Linked DNA regions of Mus musculus: regions 1 and 3 are each linked to region 2. A link is a contact called in public promoter capture Hi-C data. All regions are on one chromosome and are shown on one strand. The core of a region is the stretch at or near the end of the contact, and the rest is flanking DNA. Distances in the headings are between cores, read along the strand shown. Region 1 has its middle 93 kb from the start of Slc22a30. Region 2 holds the start of Plaat5 (phospholipase A and acyltransferase 5). Region 3 has its middle 23 kb from the start of Slc22a8.

The links. Promoter capture Hi-C pulls out the DNA fragments that hold promoters and counts their contacts.
Region 1: a contact with region 2 is called in a promoter capture Hi-C map of embryonic stem cells, with 4 times the contacts expected there. A contact is called at or near these places in 7 of 39 promoter capture datasets (the HPC-7 cell line, cranial neural crest, embryonic stem cells and 2 more) and 1 of 9 other capture datasets (embryonic stem cells).
Region 3: a contact with region 2 is called in a promoter capture Hi-C map of hippocampal neurons, with 4 times the contacts expected there. A contact is called at or near these places in 16 of 39 promoter capture datasets (the 3T3-L1 cell line, the C10 cell line, HPC-7-derived erythroid cells and 9 more), 2 of 130 datasets of targeted methods (embryonic stem cells and neural tube) and 3 of 9 other capture datasets (embryonic stem cells, liver and macrophages).

What each region holds. Positions count from the first base shown.
Region 1 is chr19:8,496,326-8,499,025 of GRCm38.p6, reverse strand. No RefSeq gene overlaps it. Among named protein-coding and RNA genes, the nearest start is that of Slc22a30, 93 kb to the right of the region's middle.
Region 2 is chr19:7,611,238-7,613,937 of GRCm38.p6, reverse strand. It overlaps Plaat5 (phospholipase A and acyltransferase 5), which reads right to left and starts at 1,401. Exons shown (of 6, transcript NM_025731.3): 1 at 1,108-1,401; 2 at 515-608. The coding sequence starts at 1,255.
Region 3 is chr19:8,568,441-8,571,140 of GRCm38.p6, reverse strand. No RefSeq gene overlaps it. Among named protein-coding and RNA genes, the nearest start is that of Slc22a8, 23 kb to the left of the region's middle.

The sequences.
Region 1 (2,700 bases), core at 31-2,530, 890 kb before region 2:
TGCTTTTAAATCCAGGTCTAGCTTTCCAGGTGTGTTGGGGTGCCCTGGACTGGGTGAAGTGGGAGTGCTGGATTCTGATGATGGTGAGTGGTCCTGGTTTCTGTTAGTAAGATTCTTACGTTTACCTTTCGCCCTCTGGTAATCTCTGGAGTTAGTTGTTATAGTTGTCTCTGTTTAGAGATTGTTCCTGTGGTGATTTTGTTACCCTACATCAGCAGACCAGGGAGACTAGCTCTCTTCCCTGAGTTTCAGTGGTCAGAACAGTCTCTGCAGGCAAGGTCTCCTCTTTCAGGGAGGTGCACAGTTATCTGGTGTTTGGACCTCCTCCTGGCCGAAGATGAAGGCCCAAAACAGGATCTTTCCCAGAAGCTGTGTTTCTTTGGCCTGCAGACTGCCCGCCGCAGAGTCCGGGAACCAAGGTGGCCCCCGCGGGACGTGAGGTAGAAGCCTCTCGGGCCCGGTGGACACCTGTGCTCTTACCAGGAAGGTGCCAGGTTGCCTGGAGCCGAAAATGGCACCGCTTCAGAGGCTCTGTGGTTCTCGCCCATTCCAGAAGCTGCTGGCCTCTGTGTTCCACACTCTCACCTGCAGACCACCCGCTGCGGAGTCCGGGAACCAAGGTGGCCCCCGCAGAACGTGAGGCAGAAAGAAGCCTCTCGGGCCGGGCGGACCCCTGTGCTCTCACCAGGAAGGTGGTCGGTTGTTTGGAGCCGGAAATGGCGCTGCCTCAGATGCTCTGTGGCTCTCGCCTGTCCCAGGAGCTGCTGGCCTCTGTGTTCCACACTCCCACCTGCAGGCTGCCCGCTGCGGAGTCCTGGAACCAAGGTGGCTCCCGTGGAAGCTGAGGCAGAAGCCTCTCGGGTGGACACCTGTGCTCTGACCAGGAAGGTGGCCGGTTGTCTGGAGTCGAAAATGGTGCCGCCTCAGAGCCAGGTAGCAGTATCTTGAAGAGGAACAGGACAGTGGCTGAACAATAGAATGATCTAGGAAGCCTCCATCTTAGGTAATCTCCTTAGTGGCAGAAAAGGTCAAGGTCTGACTCAGCCTGCTTCAGGTTTGGGGGAGGTTACAATTTCCTCCCTGTTATTAATATTAAAAAAAAAAAGCTGGATGGAGGCATAAAATTCATTTATGCTCTATAGTTCTGCCTGATTTCTTTGGGCCTAGTGAAGAAACCTGTCTCAGTGGGATTCCCTAACTTTTTTCATGGTAAACCCACCTATTCATTAGGCCATTGTGTTTGGGTAAGACTGGTTACAGCCTCAAGTAAACACTCTGCAGACTAGCCCTGAGCTATTCCTGCTTGGTCCTTTGTAATGCTTAATTAGTTACTGAATAGGTAACTTCCTTACTGAATTCCTACTGAATTCCAAGTTTGTCAGCTTCAAGGTCTTTCTAGGACGTTGGAACATTGGCGAAGGCTTAGTTATGTCAGAATTCAATTTTAAAAGGCACTTATAATAAGATAATACTAAAAGAGAGCACATGGATCCATACACTAGACTAACACAGGGATAGGGTAAGAATATACAGGTTATGAGAACGCAAAGTTCCAGGAGGTGAGTTTCTGTGAAACTCTTTGCCTCGTGAGTGCTCCCAGGCCTCTCGGCCTGTGAAACAAACTTCACTGGAGTGTGCATAGCATACTCCCCCTTTCTTAATATATTTCTGCCGAAGTTCCAGAAAGTCCCGCCTCATCGTAGCTACAGGTCTCAGGAGTGCTCTAAAGATGAGTGTAAACACAACGATTTACTAATAAAATAGTGCCAATAATAATAGCAAGTAGGAATATATATTGAACCCAATCCAGAGGATTCAATGCACTTAGGTTATTTTTTAAATCTCTGGCCAATTCATCAATGTTCCAAGTGTCCAAGTGACTATTGCTAATATCTGAAATTTCTGCCTTTCTAGCCTTAATATATGATATGTCCTGCCCTATTGTTAAGACTACTACTTCTAAGAAATTAACCTTTGCCTCCAATCTTTTACATGGCTCTGTGGTGTATTATTAATAAACCACAGCCTCTTGGCATGTACCTCTGTCTAGATTGATATGATTCCAACTGGGTGCCCGTCTTAGACTGTCCGGCCCTCATAGCAAACCTTATTTCCAATTCAGACCAAAGCCACAATATGTACTTAGAATGCTTCTTGGTGAAGATTAATAACTGCCACCTGTGCTGTTGGAGGCAAGGATGCACACTTGCTGCAGTCAGGCTGAAGGGTGTTGACTGACCTACTTGAAAAACAAAGTCAAGACAGTGAAAAGCAACAGTACAAAAGCTTCTTTGGGAAAGTACAGGTACACCCTTCAATTGCAAATTAGCAACGATCAGGCTTAGACTTAGACCTCCTGGTGTGGGGGAGGTGACTTTGAGAATTGCAGAAAGGCTGCAGCTTCTCTGGGAGTGGAGGCTGTGCTCCAAATTAACTTTGCTAGGTAATTAAGATTTTAGCTATCTTCCCTAGGATTCTCTAATACTGGAATTATTACTAGACCAGTCCAAGATTGAGTTAGAATAACTGGTCACAATGAGGGAGGGAGAAGAATCACTATAACTCTTTCTTGTGACTAATCTTTCTAAGTCAGATTACATGGTCTCTAATGTTTTATGTCCCATAAGGTTTAAAAAGCTTGAAGCAAGGCAGCTTAGCTTGTCCAAACTGGGAAAATGGCAAACAAAGGTGGGTCAAAAA
Region 2 (2,700 bases), core at 152-2,651:
TGAACTTATTCTCAAATAAATTCTATTATTCATTCTCCCTTCCCCCTCTGGTCAGAGCTTTCTGATTATTTTCTAATTTGCACATTATTCTTTTCAAATCTCTATCAGTGAGTGATACACACTGATCTTAAAAGGAGAGAAGACGGTACATAATAGAGTATAATAAAATGCAAAACGCCTCAAACCTCCTCTCCTTGCCCCAACCTAATGCCCAGGCACAAACCTCCTAAATTTTTCACTGGTTTGTACTCCTACAAACTCACTCAACTTTGATGAGTCTGGAGAGTGGTCTTGTGGGTAAAAACTTCCACAAGATACGCCAACAGTCATCAGGTCTGCAGCCTAGTTCAATCTTACCCAGCAGGCGCTACTCACTAGTTTGTCCTTGGCAGAAACCATCTGGAGGAGGCAGGTTAGGGGGTGGGTATGGTGTTCTGCAGAACTAGCATCTAAATAAGATCTTCAAAAATGCTTCTGGTACCCAAAGCCCCAGTCCTCATAGTAAGACTCTTACCCCTGCTGAAAGCTTCGGGCCTGTTCTAATCGGCGGTCTTGCTTGAGTTGCTTCGGCAAGAACTGGACCAACAGCGCTTGAGAACTCGCTGAGTCTAGTTCAGGAGGGAAGGGGTGTGATTTAATACACAGCTGCCTTCTATGGGGGAAGGAGGGAGCCCCATGAAAGACCAACTCGAGTCAAAAGTGGGCTGCATGTTCTGATTTAGAATGGTGTCTAAAGCCAGGTGTGGTGGTGAATGCCTCTAATCCCACCACTCTGAAGGCAGAGAGGCAGACGCATTTCTGTGAGTTCCAGGCCAACCTGATCTACATAGTAAGAGTTTGCGGCCAGCCAGGGCTACATAGCAAAACCCTGTCTCAAAAAAAAATTATATCTGTGTGTGTGTGTGTGTGTGTGTGTGTGTGTGTGTGTGTGTGTATAAAATAAGAATTAGAACTGTGTCGGTTCCTGCTTTGCCCTCCATAAAATTTGTATGGGGGCTGTCTAGACGCAAGCAACTGCCAAACCATTTCTGGCAGGGGCCAACCGCTGGGAATTACCCTCAAAGATCTCGAGGGAGAGACCCTACTCCTGGGACTCCTGGGGCAGACCTGAGTGGGGTACAGTTGACTGTCCAGTTGCAGATTGGGTGTCACTTGACTCTGTACTTGAGGTCTTCGAGATCTGCGTGGGGCGTGGCCATGGGACCCTGGAAAGGCGGATCCCGAACTCCCCGCTGGCTGCTGGGCTCAGGCCCATCCCGCTGGGGCCAGCAGGGACAACGCGCCTGCAGGGAGGTGCGGACCAGGGTCCGCCTAGCCCCGGGATCATGGGCACTGGGGCCAGCGGGGCTGGAACGGAGGTGAGAGAGGTGGGGCGTCGCCTCCAGGGAGCGCGTGTCAAACGGCGGCGAGAGCGCGTGGGGCGGGACGCGCGGAATGAGGGCGCGCGCGGGAGCGGGTGGGGTGTGGGCCGCTGCAACTGTGCAGTAAGCGTATGCGTAGACACTGGCGCGGAGGAAGGCGCCCCAGCAACTCAACGGAAAGGCAGGCGCTCCACGCAGGAGTTAGGTCATTCATGAGTCACGCAAAGACGCGGTCCCAAAGTCCCAGAGGCAGCACCTGAGGCCGCTGGAGAAGTCGAGAGTTACTGACTAACCAAACACACCGAGGGCTTTGAGACCGGATTATAAAGGCTGGGAATTTCAATTTCTCTACACAGTGACATCCAGGCAAGCCTCCGCTAGCATGAGACACAAAAGCGAAACACGGGAGCTGGAGTGATGGCTAGGGTTCAGAGCATCTGTTGCTCTTGCAGAGAACTCAGACTAGGCTTCCAGCGCTCACCTGGCGACTCACAAAGGTCTATAAACCCAGTTCCAGAGAATCTGACGCCCTCTTCTGGCCTCCACTAGCTCTAGGCGTGCACATGGTATACAGACATATGTGGACAACACATATGCACATTAAATAAATCTTTTTGAAATGAAAGCCAAATAAATATACAATGTTTACACAAAGATGGGAACACACCCAGTACACAAGCCCCACCTACGTCCCCTGCTTTCCATCCATCTTCTCCCTCCTCCCTGAGTCTAATGTGTCCTTTGTCTCCACAGTCTAATGTGTCCTTTGTCTTTTCCTTAGTTTTTTACTATGGGACCTCGCTCTGCTGGGCAGGCAGGCCTTGAACTCCTGAGCTCAAGGGATCCCCATTTTCAGTCTCAGGACTGCGTACATACAGTGACTCTATCCACGCAAACTTGCACTCTACAAAGTCATGTACTTTCCATTTATGTGTTTGATGTGCTTTGGTCAACTTCACTATTCAAGTCTCCTTCCCTCAAAATCATCTCACCTCAATTTCTCTCCACATCCTTCACAGCCCCCCTCAGACATTCCTGGCCTTACAATTATTATTCCCAAAGTCCACGCATGACAGCATGCATGCTACTTGTCTTTCTGAGTCTGGCATAGTTTGATAAACATGATCCCCCTTTCCTTCCATGTTCCTACAAACAATGAAAAGTCCTTCTTTGCGGTTGAATAAAATACTTTCTCTAGCCATTGATATCCTCTTACCTTTTAACTATTTTTCCAAACCCCCTTTTGCAAACCTAATACCTTGGGGTTTTTTCATGATTGAAGCTTCATTTTTTTTTTAAAGATTTATTTATTTATTATATGTAAGTGCACTGTAGCTGT
Region 3 (2,700 bases), core at 196-2,695, 960 kb before region 2:
TTTAATGCAATGGTGAGCACTCCAGAGCCTGAACACTGCTAATGTCCATGTCTTAAGCCTAAGTGGTGACTAGATGGGGTATTCATTATACCATTCTTTCAATTTTCCTGTATTTTTGAAAACTTTAAGAAAAAGCTGAGTGAAAACAGAAACCACTCTTGACCAATATCTAAATATTTGTTTCTCCTCCAGCATGTTCCAGCCAGCTTGACAAAGGCCTAGCTTAATCGGGGACAGATTTCCAGGGAGCAGTGGTGCTATGGTTGGTGTGGTTCCTCCCGAGTTCACCTTTGTCCTCTCATGCTCCTGGTCCTCCAGGAAAGGGGAGGGGAAGGCTGTGTGGGGGCAGTCCCAAACCAACTTAAGGAGAGAAAACAGTTTAGTTGTCTCTGTTGAGAAGAAGCCAAAAGCTTTCCCCAGCTCCCTCTTAGAGTAGAGTCTGGTATTTCAGAGACTCACCTGCCTCTTGCTAATGGTTGTAAATCCTTTCAGAAGCAAACTAAGTCCTTCTTCCAGTTTTCCTCCCCTAAAGTGTTTTCACAAGACCTCCTGAAGCATCTCTTTGAAATTTAACCAGCAAGGACTTCAGTGCCCTATGACCCAGTTTCTGCCAGTGTCCTAGCCTAACCTCAGTTGGGCCTTGCTCCAGATTACCTTCCTACCTACTTTTGGTCTTATTCACAGGGAAAAGGGGGTTTTCATCTGAATAAGGGCATTAAACATAGGTGGCCAGTACAATTACCAGACTTGGATAGACTTTCTGTGAAGTCAGGGTTTTCTTTGTTATCTGTCCATCTGTCCATCATCCACCCATCCACCCTTCCATCTACAGTGTTTCGAATGGGGGCACTTTCTGCTTGGCTACAATAAATGGGGAGAGTTTTTTTCTCTTTGCAGTCTCTTGGTAGCTTGCTGAATGTTACATTCTGCTTTAGTAGTTATTTGGGATTTCCCTTCCTTCCACTTTTGCAGGAGGCTTTCTGGGTTGCCAGGAGATTGCCCCTTTAACTTGTATTTCCCCGGTAAGTGGTGTGTGCACCTTCCAGAGATGCATATTTTTGTGTCATCTTTTCTGTAGAAAGAAATGGCATGACGTTTCCTTCAAGACCCGCTAAGGTCCCATGGGCCCCTGTGTCTAATGTGGTCTCCAGGGAAGGGCCGGCCACCCTTCGACCAGCAGGTCAGCCTTCCTCAGAAAGAGATGGGAGGTGTTCCCTCTGGGACAAAAGTTGAGGCGAGGAATTAACAGACTGAGGTTGACTCTCTGGGTAGTTCAGGAGAAGCAAGTAGTTCAAGAGGCTGCATAGCCAGCCAGCCTCACTCCCCTCGTCCCCGCTTCTGCCCAATCTCTGTATCGGTGTGTAGGGTTCAGGGGAGCGCGAGAGAGGACAGCTTCTTGCATTGTACTGGACGCTGAGGAGGGCCAGAGCGCAAATTTTGTGCCCAGCAGCGGCTAGGTGCCCCCCACCTTCACCCCCGCAGCCCCGCCAGACTAGCTCGACAGTGACATCGTGTGGAAGTATGGAATTGTGGCTTCTCTAACTGATTAAATGAACCGAAGGGGTCGCAGCCCTGGGATAGCTGCACCTGGGAAGAAAGTCAGGTGACAACAAATACAGGGAGCTTGATCAGCAGAGTGGAAAAGCTATATGTGTGGGACAAGACTCCTTTGTAAATAGTATTTCCTGAATGTCTGTTACAGTATTACCGATACTGCTAAGGACCCTTCCTTTCAGATGAAGGGCTGTGGTTAGGTTGGGTATGTGAGGGGTGTTGGTTCTTCTGGATATTGCAGGGAGAATCAGTATTTTTTTTTTTTTTTTCTTCCTATTCTTGTTTCGCGTGTTTCTCCTCCCTCTCCCTCTCCCTCTCCCTCTCCCCTCTTTTCCCCTCCTCCTCTCTCCTTCTCCCCTCTCTCCCTTTCCCTATCTCCCTCTCCTTCTCCCTCTTTCTCCCCTTCCCTCCCCTTTCTTTTTTCCTCTCTCCGTATTTTAACTTTCACTACGTAACTCATGCTGTTCTTAAACTGGTGATCCTTTTACCCGGCCTCTCCAGTCCTTGGGGATTATAGACACACAAAAATATTTTTTTTTGTTTTTTTTCTTTTCTTTTCTTTTCTTTTTTTTTTTTTTGTTTGGTTTTTCAAGACAGGGTGGTTTTTCTCTGTGTAGTCCTGGCTGTCCTGGAACTCACTTTGTAGACCAGGCTGGCCTCGAACTCAGAAATCTGCCTGCCTCTGCCTCCCAAGTGCTGGGATTAAAGGTGTGGGTCACCACTGCCTGGCACACACAAAAATTTTTTTTTGTTTTTTTGTTTGTTTGTTTTGTTTTGTTTTGTTTTGTTTTTTTTTGACACAGGGTCTGGCTCACCTGAAACCTGCTATGAGGATTAGGTTGGCCTCACACACATAGAGATCTGCCCACTTCTGCCTCTCTCTCTCCTGTGTAGGCTTGGCTGTCTTGGAAGTTGCTTTCTAGACCAGGCTGGCCTTGAACTTATAGAGATCCGTCTGCCTCTGCCTCTCAAGTGCTGAGACTAAAGGCATGTGCCACTACTGTCTGGCAGTGAGATGTTTTAAAATTATTGAGAATGACCATGGTATGAACTCCATGACAGCTGTGCTTATTATTAAATTATTAAATGTTATATTAAATTTAATATTAAATTAATTAGTATTATTAAATTATTAACGTATGTGCC